3 separate regions of the Rattus norvegicus genome follow, and regions 1 and 3 are each linked to region 2. A link is a contact called in public Hi-C data. All regions are on one chromosome and are shown on one strand. Each heading gives the region's core, a stretch centred on a gene start, on an enhancer-like site or on the middle of the called end of the contact. The rest is flanking DNA. Distances are from core to core; before and after follow the strand shown.

Evidence for each region. Hi-C and Micro-C count contacts between places; a contact is called where the count stands out from the background.
Region 1: a Hi-C map of liver shows a contact between it and region 2, with 5 times the contacts expected there. The contact joins two enhancer-like sites. A contact is called at or near these places in 6 of 12 Hi-C or Micro-C datasets (hepatocytes, kidney, liver and 3 more).
Region 3: a contact with region 2 is called in a Hi-C map of hepatocytes, with 2.4 times the contacts expected there. The contact joins two enhancer-like sites. A contact is called at or near these places in 2 of 12 Hi-C or Micro-C datasets (hepatocytes and liver).

The regions. Positions count from the first base shown.
Region 1 is chrX:13,436,968-13,441,082 of GRCr8, forward strand. No RefSeq gene overlaps it. Among named protein-coding and RNA genes, the nearest start is that of Rpl37al2, 22 kb to the right of the region's middle. Within about 2 kb of position 1,289, at least 46 of the 93 cell types and tissues checked have an H3K27ac peak or open chromatin away from gene starts, as enhancers often do. A contact at or near this core is called in liver, where this site is marked.
Region 2 is chrX:13,305,442-13,309,583 of GRCr8, forward strand. It overlaps a transcript of Bcor not described here. Among named protein-coding and RNA genes, the nearest start is that of Bcor, 53 kb to the right of the region's middle. Within about 2 kb of position 1,525, at least 30 of the 93 cell types and tissues checked have an H3K27ac peak or open chromatin away from gene starts, as enhancers often do. A contact at or near this core is called in hepatocytes and liver, where this site is marked.
Region 3 is chrX:13,114,225-13,118,597 of GRCr8, forward strand. All of the region lies in intron 1 of LOC134484123 (a long non-coding RNA gene), which reads right to left. It also overlaps the pseudogene Trmt112-ps3. Among named protein-coding and RNA genes, the nearest start is that of Atp6ap2, 230 kb to the left of the region's middle. Within about 2 kb of position 2,602, at least 5 of the 93 cell types and tissues checked have an H3K27ac peak or open chromatin away from gene starts, as enhancers often do. A contact at or near this core is called in hepatocytes, where this site is marked.

The DNA.
Region 1 (4,115 bases), core at 39-2,538, 130 kb after region 2:
GGTAGGAACCCGAGTTCCTCCACTAAATAGATTTTCCTTTTGTTGTCACATTAATTTGCAACTCATTAATAGTGACAGAAGTGAGGTACTGCAACGATGTCATTTGCATATTCATGAGTGACTTATTATTAAACAAATAAGATTTTCCTATCTTCGCAGCACCCAAAGTAAGGCTGAACAGTACATTACACCGGCCCCGTGCTTTATTCTCTCTTTAATATGTTAATAGATGCAGTTGATTTCTTTAAGTAAATACGCATCTATAAAACAACACGTACTTTATAAAAAAGAAATTTAAATAATAATCCATTAGCAAAGTTGGCAACAATTTAAGAGGAACAACCCATTAATACTAACGCGTGGGAATCAATTTTTAACTCGGGTGGTGGGTTGGGACGATTGAGGGGGAGGACCTGCAAGTGTTGTGTGAGCTTCAAAAAAAAAAAACAAAAAACATTTTAGTGAGTTTCAGGAGACAAGGACTGAGATCCTTTACATCTTTCGGGCGCCGGCTCCCGGTAGGTGGAAAGCTGTCCGAGTCTTCACCTCCACATCTGCGTTTTCCCTGCGTCCTCTGAGATCCGAGCAGTGGGCTGACATCTAGCACGTGGCTTTTCACCGGGCCCCTAGGCTGCCCTAGCAGCACAGGGTTAAGCGGGGTGGGGGTGGGGCAAGGCCTGGCGTCCAGGAGCTTCTCCCACCCTGGCCGAGGCTGGGGCTCTCCCCCTCCTGTCCTCCATCCCCGGGCACCGGCTTCATCACAGCCGATTCTTTCCAGCTGGGGTCAGGGTGGCCTCCCCCCGCGGTGTCGCGGAGCTCAGGGCCAACCGCGCACTCTTATCTCGGCCGAGTCAGACACTCGCCGCGCGGAATCTGTTGACATTTACTATTGTTCGCAGGAGTCCCGAGCGCCGGGCGGGAGCGGGAGGGGCGAGGCGAGGGAGGGCGGCAAGTGTGAGGCCAGCGCTCCACGTGTGTGTGCGCGCGCGCGTGCTCGCCGAGGAGGTGGGGAGGGCCGTCTTCTTGGAAAATAAAAGTGGCCGGCGGGCCCGGAAGCTTCCAAGCCGGCTGAGCAGCCCACGCCGGGAATTGAAGTGGTGGCGCGCGGGGGTGGGGTGGGGGGAGGTGGGTGCAGGAAGGAAGACCGGGCAGCGGGCCGTGGGCACCGCGGGGGAGGGGTGGGGACGGCTCCAGCCGCACGGCCCCCAGTGACCCACAGGACACAAGTGCATTTGTGCCTAGCCGTGGTAGGGATTAAAGTGCCATACGGCCCGAGCGAGGGGGGTGAGGCGGGTAGAAAACAACCCGCGCGCACAAAGCGCGCATTGTTCCAGCCACCTCCATTATGCCGCGCTGCAGCCAAGAGCCTGTTTCGCAACTGCCGTCCCGGCGATCGGGCGCGCGCGCGCGTACACACACACACACACACACACACACACACACACACACACACACACACACACACACACACACACACACACACACACACACACACACACAATCTACCTCCCTGGCCAAGGCACTGAGTGCGTGACTGGAAAGGGCTGCCGGGGCAGGGCTGTGAGTAATGGGGACTCGCGGGTATCTTGAAGAGCTCGGTTGAGCTCTTTAAGGGTTTTCGTCCTCGTCTTCTCGGCACTTTTCGTTTTTCTGGCTCCTGCCCCGAGCGCACCCCGGAGCGAGGAACTTCCCCTGGGGAGGAGGCGACGGCGGGGGTGTGAAGTGGAGAGGGCGCGCTCTCAACCGCTGTCACCCGCGGATCGCAGCCCCAGGCGCACAGCGCTTGCTTGCTCTGCTGAAGACACGTGCGCAGAAGGAACGGGGACAGCATCCTTGCTTTCCAAGGAGAGGCTCCCGGAGCACCCACTCCAAGGCTTCCTGGCACTCGGGGACTTCCCCGTGTCGGGAGCGGAAGCTGTGGAATCCCGCACAGCGCTGCTTGGCCTGCTGGTGCGTGCCTGCCAAGTGGGCCAGCTCAGTCTTCTTTACACTAACCACGCAGGGCCCAGGCCCTGGCCTCCACCCGCTGTGGCATTAAGCTCCCCGTTTAGGCACACTGAGAGGGAATTTAAGCCTTGGCAGCATCAGAAGGTTCCGTCTTTAGGTGCAGAGTAGGGGGAGGATTAGAAGCCACCCCACTTTCCAGAACCCTTGCTGAGCCCTCTTGTAGGCAGGTGGGGACCGAAGGCGCTCAGGCTCCGCAAGCTAGCGAAGTCTGGTTTCCTTTACGTTTTACAAGCTATAAATAAACTTCCCCTTGGGCGGATGAGCGCTGCGTCCAAGGGCGGCTTCTCGCCGAATCCGGCGGGCGGTTTACGATCTGGGCCAGGAGCTGGTCTTAACGCGGCCTGAGCCCAGGGTGGGGCGATGGCTCAGGGAAAGCTCAGAGGTCGTCCAGGAGTGGTCGAATGACCCTCCTCTTCCCCGCCGGGCTGAGGCGCCTCAGCTTTGAGGCCTGGGGGTGGAGCTGGTTGATTTATGAGCCGTCACCCCACCCCGCCCCTCCCGTTTCACTTGTTTTCCTCATCTTCTCTAGCTCTAGCCATGTTCCCAAAGCCTCACCCCGCAACCATGCCCAGTGAGGATTTGGCAACATCGGGCGGCTAGAGCACTGGCCGGGGGCCCCGGGCGAGCAACGGGGTGCAAAGGGTACGAGTGAAGCCTTTGGTGTTTTTTCACCCCCCTGTACCTTAGGCAGCCTAGCAGGACAAAGCTGGGTGGCCAAAGCCTGAGAGGCTGAGATGAAGGGCTGGCCTCTAGGGGTGGGGCAATCCCAAGCCTTTGGGGTAGATTCCTGACTTTCTCAAGGTCATCGGGCTGGGGGACTAGGACCATTGGCTCATACCAGAGCAGTAGCCAGGGCACCAGTTAACACCTTGCCAAAGGTCTTCATATCACCTCATCTTTAAGGCTGTTACGTTTCCTAAGGAGGTAGAGACGCAGCAGCCATAAAAGACAGGGCAAGGAAGCCACCCTGGGTCCCAAGACTGCTTTTCGTCGAGCGAGTGCAGGTTTGCTCTGCTCTGATGCTCGCACTGTCTAAGTAGGAGGCCTGGCCTTCAACACACAGGTAGACGGTGTGTGGATGTGGGCCTAGGCCGGAAGTGGAGTGGAGGTGACTCAGGTAGTTGGCTACCTTCTTTCCATCTGAGATTTAGGAGAGGTGAGTTGGGCAAACACAAGTGAAGGTCCTCTTTAGCCTGGGACAGCATTGCCCCTTTGCCCTCTGTAGCTGGTGGCAGAGGGATTCCTGGTGGCATTAATCTCAGGGCTGGATCCTAACCTTGATCTCCGGGGACACCTTCCTCCTCCTCCTCCCCATTCTCAAGGTCCAAAGTCACAGGGTACTGGCGCCCCACCACCACCACATACATGGATTTGGGGAAAGTCAGGGGTCTAAAGAAGGGGACCTTTGGCAAGGTCTCCATTGTTTGGGGGTGGGGGCTGGGAAGCTGACTCACTCCGAGCACAGAGCAATGCAGAGTGTTTTCTCGGCAGCCTTTACCCGAGTGCTTTATTTAGACAGGCTTTATTTACAGTACACATGTTTTCAGCTCGTTAATCTGGAGGCGGGAATGGAAACTGGGCAGAGCTTTTCTCCCCCGTGAGCGTCCGCCTTTAGAAGGGGTTGAGGATCCGGAGCAGCCTCGAAGGATTCCGTTCTTGATTGTCTCCCGTGTTCCTCAGTAAGATCATATGTAAGAAAACTGAATGGAGCAGAAGAGGGTGCTGGGAGACCCACAGCGAGCCAACCCTCCCACAGTACTCTCTTACAGATGCAGGACACCAGGAGGGAAGTGAGACATCCCCATGACCACTTGACAAGAGTTCAGAGTGGGCAGGACAATAGAAGGTCACAGGGCCAACAATCAGTTTAGTGTGAGAAATCTGAAGTCAGTCTGTTTGTAGAGCTTCTTCATATGGTTTGGACCTCCGGAGTTCCCTGGCCTTGATCTCCTTTGGTTCTGTTAGTAGTCTTGTGGCTGCTCCAGCTGGAGAGCCTCTAGTTGCCAGCCTGCAGTCAAGACGGATTTTTGGCAGCCTCTCAGTAAGTGGGGTGGTCCAGTTAGGGACTGCAGGAAATTGTCTGAGCTAGATTATTTTACAAAACCTTT
Region 2 (4,142 bases), core at 275-2,774:
CGCGCTTCTCTCTCTCTCTCTCTCTCTCTCTCTCTCTCTCTCTCTCTCTCTCTCTCTCTCTCTCTCTCTCTCTGGAGAGATCGCCAGCTGCTCTCCAACAGGCAGCGCCCTGAAATCTATTTAAAGAGAGGGAAAGGGGAGGAGAACAAAGGGGGAGGAGGGGGGCGGCGAGAGAGCAGGGAGGATCCGCCGCTCCGCGGGCACATCAAGCGCTCACATCTGTACACTCCGCGATCGATGGGGAGAATGGATAATATTTGTCAGCTGCAGACCTTTCTCTTCCCGGTTCCCAGGAAGGGGAGGGGGCGAGGGAGGGGGAGGGGCAGGCAGACCAGGCGAGAGAGGCCGCGTCAAGGACAGCGCGCCTCCCGCAGCAGTCCCACGGAAACCTAGTGCCCAGAAAGCCGGCGAATTTTTTTCTCTTATTATCATTATTAATTATTTTTTATTATTCCACAGCAGCCAGCGAGCGTTCAGCCGCGCCCCTCCCCCGCTCGCCTGCCGCCTCCCTTTGTTGATTTTCAGCTGCGAGCGTGGCGGGCCCGAGCCACCGCCGCCGCTGAGCACGATTGCTCTTGCGCCCTGGGTCGCAGCTGTGGCCCAGGAAGTCAGGGCTCCGCCCCCGCCCCCGCCCCCAGCGGCGCGGCAGCTCCTGTCCACCAAGCGCGCGCGCACACACACACACACACACACACACACACACACACACACACACACACACACACACACACTCTCACACTCTCTCTCTCTCTCTCTCTCACACACACACACACACACACACACACACACACACACACACTCACACTTATCCGTGGCCAGTCGCTAGCTGCCTCAACCTGGAGCCAGCCGTGGGCCGCACACCGGCCTTCACCACCCCCTTCCTCGGCCGCGGCACTCTGATGCCGCCACCCTCACACATGGTCTTCATTTAGCACACTAGCGGCTTGCTTCCTCTCTGCTCTTCTCCTCGGGGCTTTTCAGAGCGAGGAGGGAGGTTTAGAGGAAGTTAAAAACCTTGCGAGCCCACGGGGAAGGGGGAAAACCCTCGTTCGCAGTCTGAGCTTCCGAGAGGCAGAGGGGAGCGTCCCACGGGGGATGGGACAGAGCCTAGGTGCCCTCCCTTTCCTTGAATGCTGGGAAGGCTAAGTGAGAGGTGGCAGTCAGGAGAAAGGTGGCAAATTTACCTCCATTCGTCTTTTTGCCTGTATCCCTTATATCGCTAAGCTAGTGGTACCCTCAGCTAGGTGGAGATAGGGATGGGGTTGGGTGGAGTGGGAGTTGAGGGGCCAGGCAGTCAACGAATGAGACCTAAGATATCTCAGACTGACCCAACCGTAATGGCTAGCTCACTGAACCTTTCCCTTTCACCCCAGGTTGAAAACCCAAAATGAATGACCCACCGATTGGCCTGGATCCACTGTGTTGCGGAAGATGGGGGTGGGGCGCTGTGCAGAGAGAGAGATTCGGGGTTTATTTGTACACCCTCATCCTCCTGCGATACCAAGCCAGCCAGAGGTGGCGTCCCTGACTGCTCTGCGGTCCTGGGCAGGGCAGGAAGCTGGCGCGGCCGCCGGCTGGGCAGGCACCACTTGGCCTAGCCGGCTGTTCGCTGGAACTCGCGAAGCACCAGCACGCCGAGTTGAGTTCCCGAGACTCCGGCCTGGTCACCCTGAGCGGTTTTCCTCCCACACTGTCTGTTGGCCTCTCTCGGAAGTCTCCCGATCTCCTCCCTCCATCTGCTTTTCCCTTCCTTGACCGATCTGGGAACTTCGAAATGCATTCAACCGCCCTTTCTGAGATTCGAAAAGTTTTGTGTTTCCCTGGGGGTTAGCAGCCTAATGCTTCCCGGGTTTCCCGGAACAAAGCAAGTATTCAGCGGGTAGGGGGGCAGGCTGAGTATCCCCTCCTAGCAGCACCTGGCGCCTGTGCAGGTTCAGAGCACTCTTTTTTGAATGCAGGTGTCCTGGTGTGAGGGTGGGGGGCTTTCTGTCCTCAGTTCCTGCCACAGAAATCTCTCGGGAAGCCCGAGAGGACACTTGTGTTTGGGTTAGGTTCTCACCCTGAGCTAGGAGGGCTCACACGCGGATGTTTACAGTGTGTCTGCAGCTGGAGATCACTTGCCCACACTTGACAGCGCCGGGCACCCTCGGGCTGCCAGGCCCTCGGGCACTTCGCCCGAGGCTTTCCGCAGCGCTGGGGCCAGTGTGGGCAAGGAAAGACGAGTGGTCGCTTCGAATTTTGAGTTTTTGCAGTCCATAGACACCCCACCACCACCACCACCACCACCACCACCACAACCATAACAACAGTCTGGATCCGGTAGTCTATCAAAGGAGTTTAGGGGAGGAGTGAAGCGATCACAGGGGGATTCAAAGCAGTCCTTGGGTTCCCCTCAGACAGCCTACCCCCACCCCACCCTATCCCCCAGTTCGGGGTGCACCCTGGACTCCACTGACGACTCAGAGGTGCCTCTCCCTCTGGACAGCGCTCCGCAGCTCCACCTGTCTTTGCTACCCTACGCGATAGACATCTCACCCCAAGCAAAGAGGGAGGGCTACGCTAACTGTGACTACGAGCGCCCCGGCCTTCTCGGCGGTACAGCTCGGCCTTAGATCCCGCTCCAGCTCTTCCCTTCTCCCCGGCCTGTGGCCCGCTCCAGGCGCCTCTAGCGCGGCCTGAAACTTGATCCCGTGTCGGAAGGACAGTATGTAAACACCAGGCGCGCTCCGAGAACCCGCGGGAGGGGCCGAGCGAGGGCGGCCGGGGCGAGCAGCTCCGAGGCCCCGCGCCCCCTCCTGCCTGCTCGCCCGGGGCGTGATCGGCAGGGCCGCTGCCTAGCTCTCTGCCTTCCCTGTTGGCTCAGCTAATTGGAGCCGCCGCCACTGTGGCGGCCTCTTGTTGAATTTTCTAGATCGCAACCGTTCAGTCGTGGCTGCCTGCGGCTCCCTTCCCCCTCCCACAGCTGTTATCAAGGCCAGCAACTTGTTGGTGATGGGGACAGTCCCTCCACTGACCCTGGCGTCAGACTTCGCATTCACTTCAACAGTTCTGGGAGTGGTGGTTTTTGTTTGGTGTGTGTGTGTGTGTGTGTGTGTGTGTGTGTGTGTGTGTGTGTGTGAGAGAGAGAGAGAGAGAGAGAGAGAGAGAGAGAGAGAGAGAGAGAGAGAGACAGAGACAGAGAGAGACAGAGAGAGAGACAGAGAGACAGAGACAGAGAGACAGAGAAAGAGACTGGGACTCTTGGTGGAAGTGTGAGGATTCCCGCCGGATTCGAGGCTCCTGGTGCTAAACCAGGGAACCTCCTGGCAGACAGCCTTGCACCAGGAAATAGCAGTCCAGAGGTCCTCCAAGAACAACTCCACTAGCTTTGGTTCCTAACAGGAAAACATTACAAAGGAGCAGGCAGTGATGGCAGGAAAATCATTTTCTCTATCTTACTGGGTCTCTTACTCTAGTTAACACCACAATTTGGAACTTGGTATGCAAATCCCTTGAGCCTCCCACACTTTGGGGTCTAGGCCACCCAAATACCACAAAATTGCTTGTACTCTGAGCTGATGTACCAGGCAGCTCTAGGGAAAAAAGAACACTCTGTGGGCTCTGTAGGTGCAGCTCTCCCAAGCTGGGTCCCCTTCAAGCCTGTGGTGCTCCCCCCTCCTCCCAGCCACCTCTGGTCAGCCATCGGTTGTCCCAGCCACACATTTGTACTGGATGGCATCTATCTGTGCAGCCTGTAAACTGTAGGGGCCTATAAGAGGCTCAGAGTTTGGCCTCATGGCACGGTGGGACTAGAAAGTTTGGTAGACTCAGGAAGAAACCGCTGACAACAATACAAGAGCTCAGTTGTTTTTTCTCAAACATGCCCATAGATTGATTGCTAGTGGATTTCACAGGACCAAGGCACAAGGTTGTGAAAAGCCAGGAAGCACATGCATAGACACAGGCAAACTCCCAGGATCTGTGAGTGAACCACCATTAGGGGATCTTCCACAGACCGAGAGAGAGCAGCTGCTTTTCCTGTTTGGGTTCTGGGAAGGGTGTCCCTCCCACCCTGGCTTTGATGGTTCTCTGACAACTGTTAGGGAACAAAGACTGGAGACTATAAGCTCATTGACTGCCATTTCTCCACACCTCTGGTCTTA
Region 3 (4,373 bases), core at 1,352-3,851, 190 kb before region 2:
TACTTATTCAACAGCAGCACGCAGCAAAACGACAAAACTGAGAGCTGGGATGCGAGCGCATTTGTTGCAAGAAGAGTCACTCACAGATGATCGAATGAATTTAAAGCAGCTAAAACCCACACAGAACCTCCTAGTTCCCTCTCCACCTCCACACTAGGGTAGCTTGGGAGCTAGAGAAAGAGGGATAAAATCCTTTAGGCAAGCATTCTTCCCCTGGCCAGAATCCCAGGGAAGGCTGGGAAATCCACGAGGAGGTTCCATGGGGGCACCCAGGGGACCTTAGTCCCGGAAGCTCCTACTGATTCATTTTCCTGAAAGGAGATAATCCTTGCTCTCTCTCGGAGGGAGGCCTGTGCCACAGCTTAGCTTCCTCACAAATGTCAAATGACCTCATCCTCTGCCTCCTGTGCAGTCGGAGTGTAATAAAAACAATGGATGCACACGCAAAGTTCAGGCCCAGCCATCCTGCACTTAATTGGATGCGAAAGGAGGAAGCAATACTTTCTCCCTGAGTACCCTCATCTCCCATAATTCCCTTCTCCAGTGGAACCCCCGCTACCACTACTGATGCCACAGTGTGCTACACAGACTCACCACATCCACATCCCCCAGTGCTAGCTACAAATAAACATTCTCAGGACCCTCAGACCTACAATGCTGGCTGTCACCAGCCCTCCTGGGATTCCTGGTGTAGGCGCCTGTGGCAGGCTACGGAGGATGCTGTCTTGCCAGTTGGGAAATGTACAGATGTCTGCATACCACACCCAGAGATTTGGAAGTCAGTGGTGTGGGAAGGGACGGTGCTTCAGAAGAATTTAAAACTCTCCCGAGAATCTACACGGAGTGGTCCTGAGACCCCTCAACAGGCTAGGGGATAGAAATTTATTTCCAAAGGATTGTTTCCGGGAGCTAAGGTGGCAATAGCATTCCTCACACATGAGCTGGCGTCAGAACCCCATAGAAGGCTTGTCACAGAGCTGGTCTTTGCAAACAGCAAGCCTGGGAGTTTGGCTTTTAGTAGCTGTTTGTTAGTTTGTTCCATGGTGGGAATTTTGCTCAGGACTATGGAGGATCTCAGAGTCTTGCACATCGTGGTAGGCAAGTGCTCTACCACTGAGCTACACCTCCAGTCCTGAAAATGTGTATTTCTTTTTTTTTTTTTTAAGATTTATTTTTTTCCGCTTTTGGTTTATATATTATGGAGCTCAAGTACACGGTGGTCGGTGAGTCATTGGGGGGAGTTTGGGGTCACACATGACACTTCTAGTTAACAGACCATACAACAGATACACACATGATCACAAAATACCAAAAAGGTAGCTAACAAGGTTACATCTCAGTCTCCTCATTATTCAATAGCATATTGGGGATCCCGCAGCTGATGGGGAAAAGATGACCAGATTCTGGGCTTTGCAGGGTGTCCTCGAGTACATCAACCTCAAGCAACATGCAGTGCATCTTCCTCAAAAACATCTCGTCCTGCTCATAGCCTTCAGTCAGTTCTTTGGGTACCTCGGCCAAGTTTAAGGTGTCCGTGGTGTCTGCTGCCTGCACAAGCGCTGCCTACTCCACTTTGGGGTTGAACTCCACAGGGTTGATGCGGACCTCGGTGGCCGAGGGAAGCCACTCGTGCCCACGCCCTGCACATGCGAGCTGAGGAGATTGTAGGTGAGCAGTTTCATGTTGTCACACCGGAGCTCGGGACCTTATTTATTTAATTAATGTATGTGAGTACACTGTAGCTGTCCTCAGACACACCAGAAGAGGGCGACAGATCCCATTACAGATGGTTGTGAGCCACCATGTGGTTGCTGGGATTTGAACTCAGGACCTCTGGAAGAGCAGTCAGTGCTCTTAACCACTGAGCCACCTCTCCGGCCCGAAAATGTGTATTTCTAATGAGTTCCTTGGTGAAACAGATGGTCTGGAGACCTCACAGAGGAATGGTAGAGAGGATTCTTGGCTTCACCAAACTGGAGTCAGCCTCCTGAACCTTCTCCTCAGCCTATCTCTGTACTTGTTTATAAAATGGACTGAGAAACACCCCACCCTTTGGTCTGGAAGTGTAAGATAACCACAAAGCAGTGCCTAGGACACACAGGTCCCAGGCTCTATCCCTAACACGGGGGGCGGGGGGGTTTCCAACCTCGGTATCTTACATTCCTCAGTATCAGAAGGTACTCTCATTTTTTACCATTTCTCCAATGCTGTCTGATTACTCTGGACCATCATTAGCAAGAATCCTTTTAACTTTGTGTATCCAGATTCCCCCTTATGCCTGAAACCACCTCCTAGTTCTTTTCCGACCTCACTTCCTGCCGGTAAAGCCTACTTCCCCGTGGATCATTCAGACTTGAACCTAATTTGTCTCCACACTCTAAGACACCCCTGTACCCCATTGCCGAGGTCCCTGTAGGTACAGTAAGAGTTCTGAACACAAGCTTGGCCTAGTGAACTTTAATAGGGATCACTTTTTTTTTCTTTTCTCTTTTTCTTTTCTTTTTTTTTTTTTTGCCCTTTAACTCCACCTAACTCACATGATCTTCATGGCAGGCCTCTGAGGTCATCATCCAGGCCTGGGTTACAGAAAGTGAGGCACAGGGCAGTTAATTGTTGGCCTGAAGTAACCTAGCTAGTGATGACTGTTGAGGGTGGAGTTAGCTCCAGGGCCCCAATTCTCTGCCAGGTGCAGTTCAGTTTAAGAATGAGAGTTTGTTCTAAGAACTACCTGGAGCTCTTTCTTCTGCCAGAGCCTTTCTCCCAGCGAGCGATATCATCAAAACTATGCAGGGGAAGGCACCAGAAAGTCTTGCATTCCTGTTCCTGTTCCTCTAGGACATGTCCCCCAGCTGCTCAGGGCCTGCTGGTTTTCCTTAAAGAGTCACCTCCAAGCCTTTCCCTTAAGCATTGACATTCCTTCCTGGACCTTCAAAAGAGCTGTCATCTTTGTTTCTCACAGCACACAGTCCCTCCCAGGGTCACCTGCCTTTAACACCAGGTCCTGACAAAGTGATAAGACCTCTGAGATGACGAAGCATTAATGCCAGAGCCCCGATGATTCATCCATCCACTCCTACGGCCTTTCTGCTAAGATCTATGAAACATTTTTGAGGTTGGAGATTGAACTGCAGACAGTCTTTGTGCATAATTTTAAAAATAATATTACAAGCTATATGCACTCGGCAGAAATAGTACTTTAGATGTCTAACTAGGGGGCTTAGGGTTTTTCTTAGGACAAAGTCTCATTATATAGCCTAGGTTGGCCTCAAACTCTTGACAATTTCCTGCCATGGGAGTACTAGTTTATAGGCATATATGGCTACAGTGAGCTTCAATTGTTGAATTTGGACTTTCTGCCTTAAGAAAGTCCATAAGATCATCCATGGTTTCTCATAGACTAGGCTTTTTGTACAAGGATTTTGCCCAGCTCTAGGCTAATGTGTTAGGACAGGGTGGGCTGAGCTAGAATAGGCCGTAGGTAAGATGGTTTGTCAGTGTTATTTTTGTTGTTATGAGACAAGATCTGGTGTATCGCAGGCTTGCCTCGGACTCTTAAACTAACTGTGTAAGTGTACTAGTTAGATTTTGTCAACAAGGCACAAGCTAGAATCATCTGAAAAGATGAAACCACAACTGAAAAGAGACCTCCATGAAGATTGGCTGGTAACCAGTCTGTGGGGTCATTTTCTTAATTGGTGATTGATGTGAGAGAGCCCGATCCACTATTGGCAATGCCACCTAGACACCTGGACAGATGATCCTTGGTTATATATGACGGGAGCTGAGTAAACTGTGGGGAACAAGACAGTAGGCAGTGTTTCTACATGAGTTCAGCTTTGGTCCATACTTCCGGGTTCCTGCACTGACTTCCCTTCATTACAGATGATCAACTGGACAATTAAATGAACTCCTTTCTCCACAGGTTGCTTTTGATCATTGTGTCTATCACAGCAACAGAAAACCAACTAGAGCAGTAGCCAGCCTCGAACTTCTGATCCTCCAGCTCCTACCTCCCAATTGTTGAGATTAAAACATGACTCCATGCCTCATTTATACAGTGCTGGGACTCAAACTCAGGACTTTGATCATGTTAGTCAAGCAACTGAACTTTTTTAAAAAAAGATTTATTTTATGTGCATTGGTGTTTTGCCTCCATGTGTCTTTGAAGGTGCCAGATCCCCTGGAATTGTAGCTACAGGCAGTTAGAGTTGCTGTGGGGATGCTGGGAATTGAACCTAGATCCTCTGAAGAAGAGCAGCCAGTCCTCTTAACTGCTGAGCCATCTCACCAGCCCCTGCACTAAACTTTTAACTTGGACTATTTTCAATTTAGGTTGGCGTTACCTCAATGTAGCTCCATTATAAACTCAGGAA